Regions from separate parts of the Mus musculus genome. Here region 1 is linked to region 2. A link is a contact called in public HiChIP or PLAC-seq data. All regions are on one chromosome and are shown on one strand. Each heading gives the region's core, a stretch centred on a gene start, on an enhancer-like site or on the middle of the called end of the contact. The rest is flanking DNA. Distances are from core to core; before and after follow the strand shown. Region 1 overlaps Mtus2 (microtubule associated tumor suppressor candidate 2). Region 2 overlaps Flt1 (FMS-like tyrosine kinase 1).

Evidence for each region. HiChIP or PLAC-seq counts read pairs in DNA pulled down with a chosen protein or histone mark.
Region 1: a FOXA1 HiChIP or PLAC-seq map of pancreatic cancer cells shows a contact between it and region 2. The contact joins two enhancer-like sites. A contact is called at or near these places in 2 of 115 datasets of contacts at active chromatin or transcription factors (embryonic stem cells and pancreatic cancer cells).

What each region holds. Positions count from the first base shown.
Region 1 is chr5:147,962,706-147,967,735 of GRCm38.p6, reverse strand. The region is part of intron 1 of Mtus2 (microtubule associated tumor suppressor candidate 2); the gene reads right to left. Among named protein-coding and RNA genes, the nearest start is that of Mtus2, 7.9 kb to the right of the region's middle. Within about 2 kb of position 3,360, at least 16 of the 459 cell types and tissues checked have an H3K27ac peak or open chromatin away from gene starts, as enhancers often do. A contact at or near this core is called in pancreatic cancer cells, where this site is marked.
Region 2 is chr5:147,618,924-147,624,000 of GRCm38.p6, reverse strand. The region is part of intron 14 of Flt1 (FMS-like tyrosine kinase 1); the gene reads left to right. Among named protein-coding and RNA genes, the nearest start is that of Gm35383, 38 kb to the left of the region's middle. Within about 2 kb of position 3,675, at least 51 of the 459 cell types and tissues checked have an H3K27ac peak or open chromatin away from gene starts, as enhancers often do. A contact at or near this core is called in pancreatic cancer cells, where this site is marked.

The sequences.
Region 1 (5,030 bases), core at 2,111-4,610, 340 kb before region 2:
GAAAATAGGTGGAGCCTGGGGCTCACTGGCCAGCCAGCCTAGCTTAACTGACACACACTGGGTTTCAATAAGAGATCCTATCTCAAGATGCAAAATGGACAGCTTCCGAGGAATAACAAACACACCAGGTTGATCTCTGGCACACATACAAGCTCACCAACGAAAACATGTACGTAAGAGTTTTAATGAAGTTAAGGTGTCCTAACTGCTCTGTGAAGATTACAAGTGTATGAGTGAAAGCCAGACTGGATAAGGGCATTCCATGGAGGACCACAGGCTGGCCAAGAAGCAACTGGTCAACCTCACACAGAGGGACCCTGAGGCATAGGGAATGAACACTGTGACCAGAGTGGGTTCTCTAGACCATCTCTAACAACAGAACATGGACCTGGTGTAACGCCCTGGGCCTCGGATAGAAAGAGGCTAAGGAGACGGACTTTGCACATTGGTAAACAATCAAAACAAGGTATCTACACAAACATAGCACGGACATAATTCCTAAATACCAGCCCTAAGGTTGATCCTGATGCTCCAAGGATGTATATTCTTAATAGTGTTCTCTGAATGCACTAGAGTACGGACACATTGAAGAAGAACTGAGTTCAGTGTCTGGAGTCTGCTGGGGAGACAGTCTCTATAGTCATGGAAGTCATAAATGGGACCACTGCTAGTTCTTTTAACCTTCATAGTAACCCCTGGTATCTCAGCACCCCTGTCTTGCAGAAGACCGAAGGGAAATAAGAAAAGTCAATGGCATGTCTACATGCTGAAGCAAGAACACAAATCCCACTGCAGGGCTTCCCATAGCTTGCTAACAAGGAAGGGCATCCAAGCTCCCTAGCAGGTGGCCTCTGATAGCTCAGCCTCCCGCTCCAGCTCAGCCACACCACTCCCTGGGCAAGACGCTCGCTCACACACCTGCTCCAAGTGAACCAAACTGCTGAGCACAGGCTAGCTAGCGGCAATTCTGCACACAACCCTGCCCTTCCTCCTGCTGTCTCCTGAACTGCTCCGCCCTTCATCTTCCTAAGCATCGCCTTAGCAAAGCCCTTCTTGTCCACCACAGCCTGACCCAGGCAGGACTCACAGCCTCCTCCACTGGACAAGGGAGGACAAGAAAATGACGCCATGCCTGTCTCCTTACGTGTGCCAACGGGTTGTGTGCTTCCTGAGAAAGAATGCGAGTAAACATCTTACGAATAAATAAAGGCTGCGCTAGCGGTGATGTCAGAATCTTGTGAATACCGTGGTACATGTCTAAAAGCCTGAAATCTTCGTGGCTTCTGGGTACCCAAAACGCAGCTAGTCGGTAGTACTAGGATGCATTATTAGTGTAAAATACAGGATTCTGAACTAGACATGGTAGTGCTCAGGCGGCTGAGGCTGGCAGATCTCTGAGTTCTAAGCCAGCCTGGTTGACAGGGAAAGACCCAGGACAGCCAGGGCTACGCAGAGAAACCCTGTCTTGAAAAAAAAAACAAACAATAAAATAAAATATGGGATTTGGGGTTGTGAGATGGCTCCATAGGTAGAAATGAGTCTATCTCTGGAACCCAACTGACTCCACAAGTTGTTTCCTGGTCTCTACACGTATGCCTGGGAAATTTAACATGGGAAAATTCCCATAGTGCAGACATATTAGATTAAATCAACTGCACTGTCACTAACTCTGGCTTTACTTTTCAATACAAATACCAGCAAGCATTACGTATGTGGTTCACAGTATTGTATTGGATAGGATTGCTATACAGGTACAGCCATTCTCAGCTGTGTGTGTCTAATAGGTTTTGGGTTTGTTTGTTTTTTTTTTCTGTTTTTATTTTTTTGAGAATTTCATAATGAGTACTGCATTATATCATTTCCACCTCACTCTGCCCCCTCCAACTCTCCCCCACCTCCCCCACTCCTTCCCAAATCCCTTCTTTAATTATTATTGTTACACACACATACACACACACACTAAAAAATAAATAAATGGAAAAAAGTAATTAATTAACCCTTTTTATTCCGGGAATGTCCAACCTTTTGGTTTTGAGTCACAGCGTCACCTGTAGAGTTTATGCTTTAGAACAACAGCAATCAAGTTACAATAAATAAGTAAGTTTACAATGTTGAGCATATCCCATATTCATAGCCAGATGTGGTTACATGCAGCCGGCTGCAAGCCATGGATTGGACACTCCTGTAAGCATCCAGACTCTGGTATTTTGTTATAGCAACAGAAAACTAGCACACTCAGGATTGGAAATGGGTTTATTTTTGTTTCTGTTTTGGGTTTTTGGTTTGTTTTTTTGTTTTTTTTTTTCAGAATGATTTTAATGTTATATAATGTTGTTGGGGGAAGGGTTGTTTTGAGGTCTTGTAACATCCACTAAGGTAATGGGCTCAAGTATTAGGCTCCAGAATGACACTATAATACTATGTATAATAAAGAGAGGCTTGGGGGAGAAGATCTCTCCTCTTCTGTTCTTAACCCCGTGAACCAGCTCTAACTCACATGTACAGTTAGTTCACTGCAGCATCGTAAGTTCTTCTCAGAATTATAATCCTAAAACCTAGCAGAAAGTTTTCAGTATGAAGTTTGAGTGTCAAAGACAATGTCATTGTATTAAAATGACTTCATAAGAAGCTGGAGAGATGGCTCAGTGGTGAAAGGCACTGCCTGCTCTTCCAGAGGACCTGGGTTCAATTCCTACTCCCACATGGCAGCTCACAGCCATTTGTAACTCCAGTTCCAGGGAGGAATCTGACACCCTCTTCTGGCCTCCGTGGGTACTGCATGCACAGTGCACAGCTATACGTGCAGGCAAAACACCCAAACATATGAGATAAAAATAAATAAATAAATAATCTTTATAACCATTGGGAACTAAAAATGGTTTGGGCATATGTAACAAGTCCCCATCTGTGTGTGGAAAAGATTGTCTTGCTGAGAAGGTATTTTGCATGAGTAATTTGAAACCATTCAGCGCAGAGACAATTAATTAATTCTGGTAGTTTGAGATTACTTCTCCAGTCATTTCACAGAGACCGTGTTCATATTGTGTTTGGGATTAGTACTCTACAGCAGCCATCTGGCAAAGTGTGGGGACTTTGCTTTTCTACCGTTTGCCTCTGTTGTCATTTCCTGTAACCGGTGGCTCTGTGCTCCGTGCTTTCTCCCCTGCCCTTCTAGAAAGCACCGAAAATCACTGTATCAATCTCAACTTGCTTCTGGGCAGATGTACTATAGCAACTAATATGCCTCTTCTGTCTGCAGGAGGCTCAGACTTCCCAGCACCAATATCAACCTGTCACCGGCACTGGGCTGGCCTTAACCACGCCCACTGCTCACGTCCTACACTCGATCTAGGAACTGAATCTGCTGTTTCAGTGGGGCTGTAGGTCCAGGGAGTGCACAGGGCAAACATGGAGAAGTACTCAAGTGTCTTCAAACTGCCCAGTCCAGGACAAGAGCCATTCATTATCCTAAAAGAAAATAACAGTTCCTGCGAAACACGAAGCAAGCACTGTATCAGCAGCAGATTGAACTAGCTCCTCTCCTTCCATCTCGTACACACTGTGGTAACAACACAGAAAATAAAAACAAGAGATCCAGACATTAGTCACTTGCCTTATTCGTTTAATCATTTGTTTTCTATTTACTTAGCAGAAGGTAGGACTGTTGACTGAGCAAACTACCCCAAGAAGGCTAGAGTAGCTAATAGTATATCAAGTGCCTAGGAATGTGACCCCACCCCACCACTGAGTCAGAGTCTCTTTATGTAGCCCTGGCTGCCCTGAAACTCGCTATATGGACCAGGCTGGTCTCAAACGCACAGAAATCCACCTGCCTCTACCTCCGGAGAGCTGGGGTTAAAGGCAGCCCAGCTGTGATCTTAAATCTTAAATCTATTTTGCAATCCGTTTGGATTTTACACGATGCATACAGATCGATTTGTTGTAATGACCCATTCACGGCACCTGAAAGTACCAAAAAGCCAGGAATGACCTTAAACGCCACATCTCCCAAGTTTACAAAGCAACACAAGATGCAGCAACAGTCTGAGCAGCTGCCCAAAACTGTCACCTGCACGTGCTCATCAAAGTTGCTCTGAGATTCCTTCTGCCACTGCTGACCAAGAACCTCCACGCAGGAGGCATGTCCCTGGGCTCCCGGAGGTAGAGTGTGGTTACAAGTCACAGTCTTTTAAAAATAAGCATTTAGCCTAGACTCTGCCCTACACTCCAAGCTCAGCCTCTGTGCCCAGAAATCGTAGGTAAAACAGCAGCCAGTTCCTAGCTCCCATTCTCCCAGAGGCCTCGCTACCTTCTGGGCTAAAGGATCTATGCAAGTCTGGGTTCAGATGCACACACACCTACAACCACATGTCCGAGCCATCGGATGCAAGGTCTGGGTGTCCAGGGTCCTCGTTGCCACACTAAACACCTCTCTTCCTCACACGGTACAGCCAGGTTGCCTTCGGGTGGGCTTTTCTCTGGCTCGTTTTCTTTAGCTATTGTGAGATACTCCTCAAGGATGAATTTTGTGGTTCTCCACCACAGCTCCAGTACCTTCCTAAGGTGAGGGGCAAAAGTCCCGGTTGCCATGGAAACAGACCAGGAGAATTCCCAGTGAGGACATATAGCCTCTCTTCCTACTCAGTGGTCCAGACCAGGTTTCTGATGCCCTAAGAAACTTTGGTTACCCCTATCTCTCTGACATCAACTGATAAGCCCTGAAGGGACATGCCAGCACTCATTCACCCACAGAGAGCAAGCTGCTACTTGTTCATTATATCAGCATGAGAATTTCCAGTGTGGTCCCTAGCCCTGGCTCCCATGTGCCAACTGTCCTCTGCCCTGAGAGGCCCCAGTGGGCTCCTCCCTTGCCAGGAACCCTTGAGTGTCAACACTATATCTTTTCAGTGAGCTTTTCCTGACCATGCGACTAGAAATAGTGATTCTTTCCTCCAAACTACTTCTCCCCCATCTGACTTATTTTCCTCTGCTGGACCTAATCCATTTGACATTTTTACTTAACCTCATCC
Region 2 (5,077 bases), core at 2,426-4,925:
CCTCATTACAGAGTCCGAACCGGCGGTAACCTTATCTTCATAAGATAAGGCTCACAAGAACCACAAAGCCGCCCCTCCTCTACAAAGCACTCCTTTGCCCAGGGTCTTTGTGAATTTTGTCGTTCCCCAGTTGCTGGAGGCCAGCTGGCTATTTGGCACAGCGCTAGACACTGGAGACTCAGAAAGTTTAGGCAGAGTTACTGTTCTCCAGGAGCCTACACTGGAGCAGGTGAAAAAAAAAAAAAAAGTCCACTATACGACTGCAAAAACCAACACACAACAGAGTGGGGCAGGCATGGGCAACTGCAGTAACACAGCAGGGGTTGAGAGAGCAACATGAGATGTTTGCAAATGTGGCTGCTCCAGGAACTAACTATTCAACAAAACAACAAAACAAAACAAAACAAAACAAAACAAAACAAAACACCCAAGTAAGCATTAGTCAAGCAAACAGCTTGTGGGAAACCCTTGCAGTTTGTCAAGAACTGCAAAAAGATCCAAGACTCAAGAAGGCCAGGGGTCCTTTTACGGGAGATAACAGAGCCTGAAGCTGGAACACAGACAGGGCCAGGTCATGCAGGTTCTTGATTAACTAGAATCTAAAGCTTACCCATGGGTAGTATCCTCACAGAGCTATGTCTGATCTGTGCAGCATATGGCCCTCACAGTAAATGTACTAAGAGGACATGTTTGCAAACATTAAAAAGGGGGGTGGGGTACATGCGAGTTTGAACATTAAAAAAAAGAAATTCAGATTTCAATTTTCTTTAAAATTTAAAAAGACAATCCTAGAATCACATCCCCAGGGCCCATGGGTGTGCACTGTAGGTAACTCCTGCTCTGTTCCCTATTTGTCCAACCTGATGCAGGAGCTTATAGTAAAGAGAAATCTAGGCCGGCTACATGGCTAAGCTGGTAAAGTAGCTTGCCACCAAGCCTAACAACCTGAGTTCAATTCCTGAGGCCTCTATGGTAGAGGAGAGAAGTAAGTTTGTCCTGTGACCGCAGCATGTGAGACACTACTGCCTTGGGTAAATAAGTGAGGGTAAATAAGTGAGGGAAAATAAGTCAAATAATAGAAAAGAGAAGTAAATAATACTGAGTATTATTATTAACGCATCCCTCCTGTGTGTAGGGATGGGTGAGTGTGTGTTCAGTGGGTGAAAATACAATCTATTGGTTGTCTGAAATAAATAAGCAAGTGCATGAAAGGACTTGAGCCATCCTCCTGGTGGTAATGACCACATCAACAGAAAGCGCAGTCGCCTGTTATCTTAGTTAGGGTCTCCATTGCTGTGAAGAGACACCACAACCAAAGCAACTTTTATAAAGGACAACATTTAATTGGGGCTGGCTTACAGTTTCAGAGGTTCAGTCCGTTATCATCATGGCGGGAAGCATGGCAGCCTGCAGGCAGACATGGTGCTGGAGGAGCTGAGAGTTCTACATCTTGACCCTCAGGCAGCAGAAGGAGACTTCTATACCACACTGGGTGTAGCTTGAGCATAGGAGACCTCAAAGCCCACCTCCACAGTGACACACTTCCTCCAACAAGGCCACACCTACTCTAACAAGGCCACACCTCCTAATAGTGCCATTCCCTGTGATCCAAGCATTCAAACACATGAGTCTGTTGGGGCCAAACCTATTCAAACCACCACATCTATTCATAAGTGAGTCTGTTGCTGCTTCTAATACTCATGTCCATAGGAGAAAGAAAATTCAGCAAACCCCTCAGAGAACCTAATATGAATGTGCATGACAGACAGCTGGGGCCAGGGAAATGGCTCATGGCTTAGGAGCACTGGTGGCTCTTGCAGAGCACCTGGGCTCTATTCCCAATACCCACACGGCAGCTCACAGTTGTCTGTAACTCTAGTTTCCGGGCATTTGATGCCCTCTTCTAGCCTCTAGCTGTATACATGTAATGTATAGAGCATACATGCAGGCAAAATACACATAAACACAAAATAAAATAAAAATCTCTGTGTAGCTAGAAATAAATTTAACTTTAAAAGCAAGTTCTTGGGCTGGAGAGCTGGCTCAGTGGTTAAGAGCACTGACTGCTCTTCCACAGGTTCTGAGTTCAATTCCCAGCAACCACATGGTGGCTTACAACCATCTGTAATGGGATCTGATGCCCTCTTCTGGTGTGTCTGAAGACAGCTACAGTGTACTCACATACATAAAATAAATAATTCTTTTTTTTTAAACTTAGCAAGTTACTTAAAAAGAAAACAACATTCAATGACATAAAAGAACACACACACTAAAAAGAAAGATCCATACACATGAAATAAAAATAAATCAAAACAAGTCAGAAACAGAACCATAAATATATAGAAACTTGCAATCTCAGAACTGGTACCATAATTCAGAGGGGAAAGAATATTTTATTCAATAATTAACACTCAGGTGAGCATGGCCACACATGCCTTTAATCTCCGTACTCAGGAGGCAGAGGCAGGTGTATTGTAGCGGTGAATTAGCTAAATTGCTTTGGTTCTTGGTGGGTCCCCCCTGCACCTACCCAAGAGCTCTCTGGATTCGAGAGTGAAAGACACAGACACACACACACACACAGACACACACCAGCTAATTTTGATATGCTTTGACTGCTAGCTCAGCGGTTGGGCACTTCTAAACCTCCCAGCGGCTAGCACACACTTTCCTCCCATGTTTCTGGCATAACACCTAGATCTATATTTTATCCTTGCTGCCCTGTTACTTTCTGGGCAGTTTCCCCATAGGGCCACATTCCCTTTCTACCTACGATGTAGGACACTTTCTCTCCTGCAGCCCTTAAATCTCATCCCTATGCCTCTGAGTCAAGGCAATTCTCCTCTCTCCCGTGGTCCCTTGCCTACGCAATCTGAAAGTCCTGCCCTGTCTCTCTGCCCAGCCACTGGCTGGATGGCAATTCTTTATGATCGATTGAAGCCAGCTGGGGTCAGGAACCCTCAGGCCTGGAAGCGCGGCTTTTGGGAGCCGCAATAAGACAACAAAGCACTAGATTCCATTCTCAACAGTGGATTTCTTTGAGTATGAGGCCAGCCTGGTCTACAAAGTGAGTTCCAGGACAAGGGCTACATAGTAAGACCCTGTTCCCTCCCCCTCAAATAAATAAATAAATAATAAAATAACACCACAGCGCTTAGCTGTCTATGTGGTAAAGATCATCCCCCCACCACCACCACCACCACCACACACCTTTCTCCAAAGGAAAACTCAAAGACAGAAAACCAAATAAGGAAAAAGCTCGCAGTCATCAAACCTTCCGCCGGGACTTCATTCGTTCGTATTTATTTTCCCTGTTCCTGATGCAAAGCAGGTGCTCCTCTTATTTTACAGAGAGAAAAACATCCTCAGAGTGACTCGAGGACTCGGGCAGTGAAGGCACATTTCCTTTCATGGAGACTGAAGGTGTCCCCTTGGGCTCTTCTCCCTCCATTGTTGCTTGAGCCAATCCCTGCACATATGTCTTCCCAGTGTGTATTTCCATTTCTTCTCCCCCTAGCTTCCTATCCTCCCATCCAGGCTGGGGGTGGGGGGAAGTGTGGGTCTCACCATTCCTTGCCTGACTTTCCAGTAGGGAGCCGGACTGCCCCATGCTGTTCTTTCCTCATTCCAGCCCCATCCTGCCTTCTGTGAGACTAAACTTCCCTGCATGCCATTGGCATGATGTCATTTCCACAGTCAGACGTTTTCAGGACTCTCTTCCTCCAAGCTCTGATCAGAACTACCCCTGACTTCAGAGTTCCCCTTCATCTGCCAGTCATTCAAAAAACAGGGCTTTTGGAAGCAGGGATCAAACACATACACACATACATACACACTCGCGGGTGCACATGCACACACACATACACACACATGCACACACACAAGCACACATACACAAGCACACATACACATGCACACATGCACATACAATGCACACACAATACACATACACAGGCACACATACACACCCACACACATGCACACACAGGAAAGAATGGTAAGAGGGTGCACATTAAGCTGCAGTCATTTCACAGCAGTGGGATAATTTTGGTTTGTGTGTCTTGTTTTACATGATAATGCTCAACCCTGGTGAGAAAGATGAAATCGTGTATCATTGTTCACTTCCGGTACAACATGAATCGATTGTCCTAGTTTACATCTCCGCTGATGTGAGAAAACACTGACCAAAACCAAGTGGGGAGGAGAGAATTTATGTGGCTCACAGGTCATTGTCTGGCATTGAGGGACGCCAAGGCAGGGACTGAAGCAGAGACTAGGGACGGATGTTGCTTACTGGCTTGTTCAGCCTGCCTCCTTAGACAAGTCAGGGCCACGTCAATCATTAATCGAGAAAATGACAATGACTATACCAGTTGACATGCCAATGTGGATGGGAACAATCTCAGGAGGCCCCACCTTCCAGCCCCACCCCCAGTGAAGAGTTACAGGCAATGAACCACACTCCTTGGAGAGACAGAGTTGGCCTTCCTCAGAGATGAGCAATCTAATTGATTATCTATTGCCAATTGGTCAGCCCTAAAAACATATATATGGATATACTCAGCAGGTTGTATTGACATATTTGTTCACTTATATATGTATTTGTGTATTTGTGTATGTGTAACAATAATAATTAAACAAATAAGATATGAGGTTGAGATGGAGCAAAGTAAAGTAGGGAGATATGACAGGGTTATATATTTCCAGCAGTTGGGAGGTTGAGGTAAAAGGTTGGTGAATTCCAGGACAGCCTTGGCTACATAGCAAAAGCCCGTCTCTGGTGAAAAGGAAGAAAGGAAGAAAACAGAAACAGGCTGCCAGCTCCCTCCCAGGTCACCTTGACCTTGGAACCCTACTCTTCTTACTTCTTGGGAAGTTCTGGATTTAGGAACGACACCCTCTGTCTCTCCCGCCCTCTTCCCTCCCTCTCTCCCAAATTACTTCTACCAGCACATAAAAATGCTATAAAGCTTTGCATCGTAAGAAGGAAATCCTGGGCTAGAGAGATGGCTCAATAGTTAAGAATAGGAACTGCTTTTCCAGAGGACCAGAGTTTGATTCCCAGGACCCACACTAG